Regions from separate parts of the Zea mays genome. Here region 2 is linked to region 1. The links are chromatin contacts, called in public Hi-C maps. All regions are on one chromosome and are shown on one strand. The core of a region is the stretch at or near the end of the contact, and the rest is flanking DNA. Distances in the headings are between cores, read along the strand shown.

The links. A called contact is a pair of places that touch in the nucleus more often than the background predicts.
Region 2: a Hi-C map of ear shows a contact between it and region 1, with 2.4 times the contacts expected there. The contact joins the enhancer-like site here to the promoter of LOC100272497 in region 1. A contact is called at or near these places in 3 of 25 Hi-C or Micro-C datasets (ear, leaf and tassel).

The regions. Positions count from the first base shown.
Region 1 is chr2:163,361,500-163,366,392 of Zm-B73-REFERENCE-NAM-5.0, forward strand. It overlaps LOC100272497 (KH domain-containing protein SPIN1), which reads right to left and starts at 2,921. Exons shown (of 7, transcript NM_001146966.1): 1 at 2,798-2,921; 2 at 2,566-2,654; 3 at 1,728-1,879; 4 at 1,238-1,357; 5 at 1,046-1,162. The coding sequence starts at 2,877.
Region 2 is chr2:163,807,554-163,812,175 of Zm-B73-REFERENCE-NAM-5.0, forward strand. No RefSeq gene overlaps it. Among protein-coding and RNA genes, the nearest start is that of LOC103649040, 15 kb to the right of the region's middle. Within about 2 kb of position 2,473, at least 11 of the 20 cell types and tissues checked have an H3K27ac peak or open chromatin away from gene starts, as enhancers often do. A contact at or near this core is called in ear, leaf and tassel, where this site is marked.

The DNA of each region.
Region 1 (4,893 bases), core at 1,671-4,170:
ATTATAATAAAGTTAAAGTTTCTATAGTGCTACAATTAAATATTAATGTGAAAATGCCAAAAGCATGAAGCATGATTCAGCATGCTAAATAGCTATAAGATAAAGATATCAAACTTTTCTTCCTCAATCCTTTCTCTTTGGACAACCCTGTTTTCATCTCAACTCAATGCTATCAATCAAAAGGCAAATATCGAAACCATGGAAAAAGAAATAAAAAATTCCATTATCACTAAAGAATCCTAAATTTTACATTTGGACATGGTAAGCAACAACAAAAAAACGCCATTGCAAATGAAATTATGGACTTCTCGTTTTTGCCTCAATTCATTGAAGCTCTATGTTATAAACAATTTAGATTTAATGGCCACGAGAAAACAATAAGTGTATAACTGAAACACTATATGGTTTGAATTTGTGCCATAAAACAAAAATGGACAAACTAATGATTCTTTGATAGAAGGATAGAGAAAGAAATGGAGAGTGCAAAAAATGGCAAAATTCCTCCAAAATTTTCCCTAAGATAAGTGGCCTACTGCTATTAGTCAGCATAATACTGCTCTTTCTCAGGGTCCCATGAGCATGAAGGTATCTGGATCTTGAGCAGGACATTATGTCACTCTGTCCCAACTGCCAAGCCAACAAGATCTAATAAAATATATAGCAAGTGCTGCCTAAGTAAGCATTCATTTATTTATTTTTATTCAAAAGTTGGTCCAAAATTGTGTAGGCCCTTAACTCCTTATACCCTTTTTAGTTAACATTTAACCGTAAAGGGGGGAAAAGGCTTAGATCGTATTTTCTGATCATGAATACCGATGTCTAATCTATGTCAGAAATGACAAGCAAGACTAGGTAAACAACGCTAGTACAAGCAATCAGCCAAGAAAACCGAAGTGGCATGCAGTTCGTAGAGTTTCTTGACAGACAATACATTAATAGAGAAGCTCATTCACCTATCTAGCTATAAAACCTTGCTAAACTTAAGATATCATAAGTACACAAACATATAAGTGGGGTGCAATTAAGCAATACAATATTTGGTTACCTTTTCTGTATCTTTGACGGAACCCTTCCCTCTAATAAAAACACGGCAGCCAGTTGATGATTCAACTCGCTTTAGAGAATTACCCCTTGGCCCTAGAATGCGTCCCACAAAGTTGAACTACAGAAAAAAAAATAGAACTAAAATATCATTTAATACTGAAGGATAAATTGCACATGTTTTGGAAGGCAGTACATTAGGGTAAGAGTCGACGGGAACTTCCAAGCGCATGATCTTCTTGACAATATAAGAGCCAGGGCTCGGTGGTGCTCCTTGCCAGTCCATACTTGTTCCAGGAGGAGGAAAGCCCAATCTCTGTTATATTAAACGTACCCATTACAATATATGGCATAGACATACCCTCTAGGACTTAAGTATCTTCACTACAGAACATTATAAGGCCTGCAGTCTAGTGGTTGTAGTGCCTTAGTAGCATCCAGCAGGCCTGGGTCCACTCCCTGTGGGAGCAGATTCTCTGGGCTTGGATAAAAAAAACTTGCCACTACACAGTGAAATACATGGTCCAGTGCAACACCCTGGAGAGGTCTTCCCCAAGGCTGAGTTTTTTTTTCTTTATTACATTTTATAGAGCATTATATCCATGATTTTGTCCCTGCTATCAAAATGTTAAAAGAAACATGTTAACAAAAGGAAGCTTATTTCAGCGATTAATATTTACGCCTACCTCTTGGTGCATCCCATTCCAAGGACCAAAACCATTTCCATGTAGATTAGGCCGGACAATCGGTGAAGACATAGGGCTAGGACTTCTAAACCGGCGTCTGTCAAGATCACTAAATCCATGGTCATGAACCATGCTTGACACCCGCATGATTTCTATGTGACACAAATAACGGAAGAAAAGAAAAATAGCAGAGTTAGTAGTCAGAAAAGAAGAAATAATAAGTTGGTTTAACATAGGTGTCATAATAGCACCACGCATAAAAAAGGATAAGAAACATCTCAAATAATAGGTTATAGATAGCAGAGTGTGTAGCCCTGCAGATGGTTTCCTCAAATGGAAAAAATAGTATTTTTATTAAACATGATAATAATCAATATGCAATGCAGTTCAACTAAGTTGTCATTTTACTCTGCATAATGCAAGACATGAGGATGGAATGAACAACTGATTGCATCCCTTATATAAACATCCCCTGATCAATGGGGCCCTAAGCTGTTTTCAGTCATCTTGATCACTGATGGTGGATAAACTAGTATGAACTAAGAACTCATTACCAAACCTGGTAGCAAGAGAATCAAAACAATCCGCTATATCACCTAAAGGCCAAACCCAATCCCGAATCAGGGACAATAAGACAAATCAGATGGCGGCTTGGTAACTCTACCAAGCGCCCCAGCATATAACCTGCCGAAAAAGATCGGCAGCCATCCGAGCATTGAAGCCGGGCATTTCCCCAGTCCCGATTGCAGAGGAACCCCCTCTGAGGCGAAAGGGCACGAGATTTTCCACCAATCGGCAAGCAACAGTGAGCAAGCGAGGGATTAAAAAATGAACTCACCTTGGTTGAGCAGCCGGCTGCATATCGGCAGCACCTGCATGAATGGCCCCAACTTCTGGTGCTCGGCGAGAAGCTCGGCCAAGTACTGGCTGCGGAGGAAGCAAGCAGGGACGGTACCGTCAGCGCACCGCCCCAATCAATCGTGGGGAGAGGGAAGGAAGCGCGGAAACGGAGCAATCGTTGGATCTTGGATCAAATATTAGCAGCAAGTAATCCGATGAGAAATTAGTACCTATCAGCGTCGGGGTTGCTCCTAATCTGGGGGGAGAGGGTTCTTGCAGGGGAGAAGCCCTGGTTGTAGAGGCCTGACATGGTGGCGGCTGGGTGAGAGACAGCGAGAGAGCTCGGAAAGAGAGTGTGTGTTTTTCTCTTTTCCTTCCGGCGGAAGAAGGGTGATGATAGAGAGAGAGGGGGAGGAGTGAGGACCCACTCCCAGGTCCCAGCCCACACAACAAGGAGAAAAACAAACAGAAAAATATGTACGAGGTTGCATTCTGTTTTTCTTGGTGCTATTTTCGCGCAGATTAGGCTGTATGGTCATACAAAATATTATCTTATACTGTAAATAATACTCCCTCTAGTTTAAAATATAAGTCACTTTAAGATTATTAGAGAGTCAAAGTTTTTAAAGTTTGACCAAAAACATAGCGAGAATCATAAAGATTTATGACACGAATTCCAGCGGAAGAAGGGTGATGATAGAGAGAGGGGAGGAGTGAGGACCCACTCCCAGGTCCCAGCCCACACAACAAGGAGAAAAACGAACAGAAAAATATGTATGAGGTTGCATTCTGTTTCTCTTGGTGCTATTTTCGCGCAGATTAGGTTGTATGGTCATACAAAATATTATCTTATACTGTAAATAATACTCCCTCCAGTTTAAAATATAAGTCACTTTAAGATTCTTAGAGAGTCAAAGTTTTTAAAGTTTGACCAAAAGCATAGCGAGAATCATAAAGATTTATGACACGAAATAAATATAATATGAAAATATATCTAATAGAGAATCTAATGGTACACATTTGATATCGTAAATGTTATTATTTCATTATATAAATTTGATCAAATTTGAAAAACTTTGACTCTCCAAGAATCTTGGAATAACTTATATTCTAGAATAGAGGGAGTATTATTTATACACTAAAGTTTAATATAGGAGGTGAGATAAAAAATAAAATAGGAGAGCTATTGAAGATAGCCTTGACGTCCCTCATATCCACCCTTGTTGGCATGAGCCGACCTACTCACCTACACCCCTTCGAATAAGGGAGCGATAAGACCATCTTCAACCATTCTCATATATTTTTCTTTCTATATGTACTTTCTATTATATTTTACAACATCTACCTCAAAAATACACCCCACCTATATGATGTCTCCGGCCATTCCCCCTATTCAGCTCCCTCTATACACTATAACGTTGTTATTTAATATTTTTCATTAATTTTTTATGTTTAAAAAATCATATACTGTTCTTGTTAGAGACTTGTTCTCAAATGCTATGAATTAAGAACAAGGCAACACAAAAATAGGTTAATGGTTAATGTCATTCGTCCTTCGAAGCATTATTTCCCTTAAGATATAACGATCTTCGGACAAAGGTCATGAAGGATGTACCTTCATGATTACAGTATATGTTAATGGAAGAAGAAGAAGCATATGAAACATGAGAAATAACATGAATAATCATATGACATCATAAATATATCTTTATTATATCATCAAAGATGAATAAGAACAATATTGAATTACATTTGTACCTTCGGCTTGACAGAAGGCAAGGATCCAAGTGTGACGCACGAGTGAATACAAGTCAGCGTGAATAGTACGGGGGTACTGTTCACCTATTTATAGGCACGGGACGCAGCTCGGTCAAAATTACATTTATGTCCTTGTCAACTAGTTACAATCATGACACGAACTATCGTGGACCGATTAGTCTTCTCCTCTTTAAGTCGGTGCAACCCTTCGTCTCAAGGCATGTCGTTATGCCGAAGCTTCCTAAATGGTAGCTTCGGCGTGTATCTTCGCACTGTATTTGCTTATGTGCTGATCTTCCGAAGGTGTTTCTTCTTAAAGGACCTTTGGCGACGAAGCAGACCCTCAACAGTAGCCCCTTCGCGGTGCTAGATTGTTTTTCGTAACGAGCTTGATCCGTGAAAAATCTTCAAAGCTTCGGAATGCTGAAGGTACGAAAAACACCTTCCCTGAGCTCGTTGCCGAGAAACGATTAAATTATTCCGGGCGCGAGGTGGCCCACCATGCAGCGGGTAATGGTCCACCGTTCAGCGGGTGCGGGTGACTGTTCGGCGGGTGCGGGCGACTTGG
Region 2 (4,622 bases), core at 1,223-3,722, 450 kb after region 1:
AAGTACGCTTTGTTCATTTATTAATCTTAAGGAAATGTACTTGCATTGGTTAGCGGCCACCGGTTTAGCTATGGTGCATCGCGGTCACGGGCGCAATAATGCACGCAACCTTGAGGTTGTGAGTTCGAGTACATTAGATTATTGGAGTTTTAGAGTCTAAAATATAAATATACTTGCATTGGTTAGCGGCCACCGGTTTAGCTATAATAAATTTTAATTAATATTAAAAAGTATAATTTCGAATACATTAGATTATTGGAGTTTTAGAGTCCAAAATATAAATATACTTAATAAACAAAAAGATTATAATTAGAATCCAAAATATAAATATACTAGGTATAAATAAACAGTGACTTGATGATTTTATAAAGTACTCCATACTTCCATAGGGTAGGTTACTTATGTGCATGGTACTTCCGTCACGGAGTTTGAATAAACAAAAACAAAAACAAAAAATATCTAGATGAATAAATAAATCAGTCACAAGAACAAAAAAAACTAGATGAAAAATAAATCTGGACAGACAAATCAGTGACATAAACGAAAAATATGGACAACAAAAAAACAAATTAGTGACAAAGACAAAAAAAAATATATTGAACGGCCACCATGGGGCTTGAACCCACGACCTCAAGGTTAAAAGTCTTGCACTCTACCGACTGAGCTAGATATGCTTTGTCGTTACACATCCGAGCTCGGCGCCATAGATCTTGGCGCCGAGCTCGGTACCACGCTGACGCCACGTCGTTCAGGTTGTGCCAGCGTAGCACGTACCTCGGCGCCATAGCCTATGGCGCCGAGATGTGTTACCTCGGCGCCATAGGCTATGGCGCCGAGCAAAGGGTCCAAAAATGACATTAAATTTTTTTTAAGGTCTAAACGTGAATTTTTTTTGAGAAAGCGACAAAATACAAAAAATTCGGTCGCTGGCCAAGATTAGGCTCAGAATTCGTGTTGTAGAGATGACTCACGAGGGCAACGGCGAGCAGCACAAACGGGGGATGCTGACTAGGGCTGGAAAATAAGCTCGAGGCTCGCGAGCCAGCTCGAGCTCGGAGCGGCTCGACTCGGCTCGAAGCGGCTCGCGAGCCTCGAGCGAGCCGAGCCGAGCCGGCTCGTTCCGGCTCGCAAGCTTTGCCAAATTACCTAATATGTAGAATAACGATGGATATTTGGTAATTTTATAGATAGTCAGTTTGTTTCTTAACGTTTCATGATAAATATATGATAATTAATAATTTAGATTACTTAAAATGATGAATGATATCTATATATTTATATTTATATACTAATAATTCACTAGATAATGCAATTATATATATCAGGGTGTGGCTCGCGAGCCGAGCCGAGCCGGCTCGCGAGCCACCTTCGAGCCGAGCCGAGCCTGTCTCGCTAGCTCGTGAAATGGGCGAGCCGAGCCGAGCTCGGTCAGCCACCGAGCTGCACCGAGCCGAGCCGAGCTCGGCTCGGCTCGTTTCCAGCCCTATCCACCGTCAGCAATGCTGACGGTGGCAGTGCAGACCCATTTTTTGAAATTTTTTATTCGATTTTCATCCCGTGGTTTGAATTTGGCAGTACTGAACTTCCTCAAACACCGCTGACTTTGTCTGCCGCCGAAACGCAGAATCAGTGATCAAAATATGTCTATGAACCGATAGTTATCGAAATATAGTCATTGTACCACTTTAAACATAAATATAACTAGTTAAGTGCCAGTACGTTGCTATAATCAGTGGCGGAGCACGACCTAAAAATAAGGTATGGCAATGGTAAAGACATATCTTGCAGTAAAACAAAAGTTTAGTACAAAAACATCATTAAGAAGTACCTTAGATGAAGGATCCCTTGTAGATTATATGCCAAATCAACAATTTAACCAAATATAAGCGGTCAAACAAAGAGGATGCATAAATTAGCATTAAAATAAAGAGCTAAATTTAATACAACAAAAGTAATAAGCTCTATCCTTTACCAAACTGTATTCTAACCAATTATATTGCTCAAACCAATCTTTTTGAAAGCAAGCAGGGCAGCAGGCTAGCAACTAGCAAGCAGTAAAAGCACGCCAGGGAAGAAGCCGTCTAGCAACTAGCAAGCAGGCTTGCAAGTAGCAACGCAAGCAGCTAAGCCAAGCAAGCAGTCGAAGCAGGCTAGCAAGCAGCCAAGCAGTGGCGGTCTGACGGAGCACGGCCAAGCAGCAGGCTAGCAAGCGTCAAGCGAGGCTACGACCTGCGAGGCGGTGGCTCGGTAAGGCGCTGGCTAGCAAGCGTCAAGCGAGGCTGCGACCTGCGAGGCGGTGGCTCGGTAAGGCTCTGGTGCGCGGCCGTATTTGGATAGCCGGCGGCCGGCCAGACGGAGGCGGTCTCGGACGTAGCGACGAGCAGGCGGCCGGGCGGGAGCGGCCGACGGTCTTGTGCGCCTACCTACGGCTGTGCCTGTTGTGTGGCTACGGAGGGAAACAGGGAGGCTACGACTGCTTGGGCTGAATACCTAGGCTCTGCTGTTTTACTGGGCCAAAATTTGAGGTATGGCGCGAGCCATACTTGGCCATAACGGGCCCTCCGCTCCTGGCTATAATATCTATGTATCACTAAGGTAGACCATATTTAAATACAATAGTTGTTCAGACATGTTTTAAATGTTTAGCATGAGCAGTCAAAAGTTCGAACAACTTGTAAGGATGGTGGCACTGACAGCAGAGTCTATAAGTGTCCAAACAGTGCGGGCCGCCCGTTTGGCCCGTGGCAAGGCACGAATTTAGCCCGGTCCAAACACGGCCCGGCATGGCCCTTTTAGCGTGCCGGGTATGGGCAGATACGGCGGCCCGCGTGCTTTGGCCCGGCCCGACACGATATATGGGTCGGCCCGACGACGGCCCGCGTATTTGACAACACAAATTCAGTCTACCGCAGGCCCAATTTCCCGGCGGCCCGAACAGGCTTAAGCGCCGCCGAGTCCACAGACGCAAACCTGGCCCGACGCCCTCTCAGCTCTTGGCTTAAACCCTAACCCTATCCAGCATTCCAGCTATCCCCGAGTCCCCAACCCTGGCCCGACGCCCTCTCTGCTCTCGGTCTCTGGCGGCGGCGGCGCCGTTTTCTCTCTTGCCTCTCGCCTCTTGCCTCTCGTGCCTTGGCCGTTGGCGATTCGGTTGTGCTTGGCTGCTCGCCCTGCTCGTGCGCGCCGATTGGGGATCTCGTGCTCGTCGATCGTGCTCGGCGATTGGGGATCTCGTGCTCGTCGGTCATGCTCGGCTGCTCGCCCTGCTCGTCAGTCGTCGATTGGGAATCTCGTCGTGCTCGCCGATTGGGGATCTCGTGCTCGGCTGCTCGCCCAGTCGCCCTTCTCTGCTTGTCCACAACTCATGCTCGCCCTTCTCGGTCTCTGGTTGCCCAGACGTTCTCTTGTCCATCGTGCGGCACACCACAGTCCACACGTCGACGACGTCGTCTCTGGTGCTCCGGCTTTGAAAGGTCCGTCTCTACTCTCTACTCATTTACTGTCGTTAGCTTATCAGAATTCAGAAGATACATGTCGTCGCCCGTCGACCGTCGTTAGCTGATAGCCTGATAGTCAAGAACGCATCTCTGTCGTTAGCTTATACCTTATACATGTCGTCGTTAGCTTCCAAACTCCAACGCTCCTCTCCGGCCGTAGGAACTGCTTCCAAACTCCAACGCTCCTCTCTGTCGTTAGCTTATCAGAGAAGTTGTCTGTTTAATTCTGTCGTTAGCTTATACATGCCGTCGTTAGTTGTTGTCTGTTTAATTAGTTGTTAGCTGTTTATTTTAGTTGTTGTATGTTATGTTTTTTAGATTTAGTTTACAACATCTGAACTCACTTTAGTATACTGTTTGTATAATTTAAATTAATTGTGCTTTTGGTGCATTGCAGTCGTTGAGGAACCGGAGGCGACAGTCCTCTAACCGGTTTAGCTCCTTGGGCTCGTGGTCGAAGTCGCGGTCATGGACCTTGACGCGGCTGCAGAGGAGGAGGAGCGCCGGCTGGAGGACCACAAGGAGGCGCAGGATGCTAGGTACTTCCTGGGGTTTGGTGACACCCATGGAGATCCTATTGAGGTTGATACTGTTGTCGGCTCTCAAATTGGCACTGGAACCAGATCCACTAGCCCGTCAGCAGCAGTCCCTAATCTAGATCAGGCTGCTGATGCTAGTGGTAGCAACATGAAGAAAAGGTCCAAGTGCTGGAATGACTTTGATGAATTGACTAAGATTGTGAATGGTAAGAAAGTCAGGTATGCTGCTCGTTTCAAGCACTGTAAGCAAACACTTAATGCTCGATCTACTTCTGGTACTGGTCATTTGCTTTGTCATAATTGCCCTGCTAAGAAAGCACATGAACACTCTGGGCAAGTCCAATCTGTGCTTAAGTACATTACTGACGGTACTTTGCAACGTTGGGAGTACTCTGGTTCTATTGCTAGGACTGAACTATCTCGTTTGATTGCTAGGGATGACCTTCCTTTATGGCATGGTTCTACTCCTGCTTTTTAATGTTATATCAATCGTTCTCATAACCCTAGATTTGTGCATGTTTCTAGACAGACCACTGCTAGGGACATGGTTAAATTTTATAATGAACGTATGGTGAACTTAATTGGA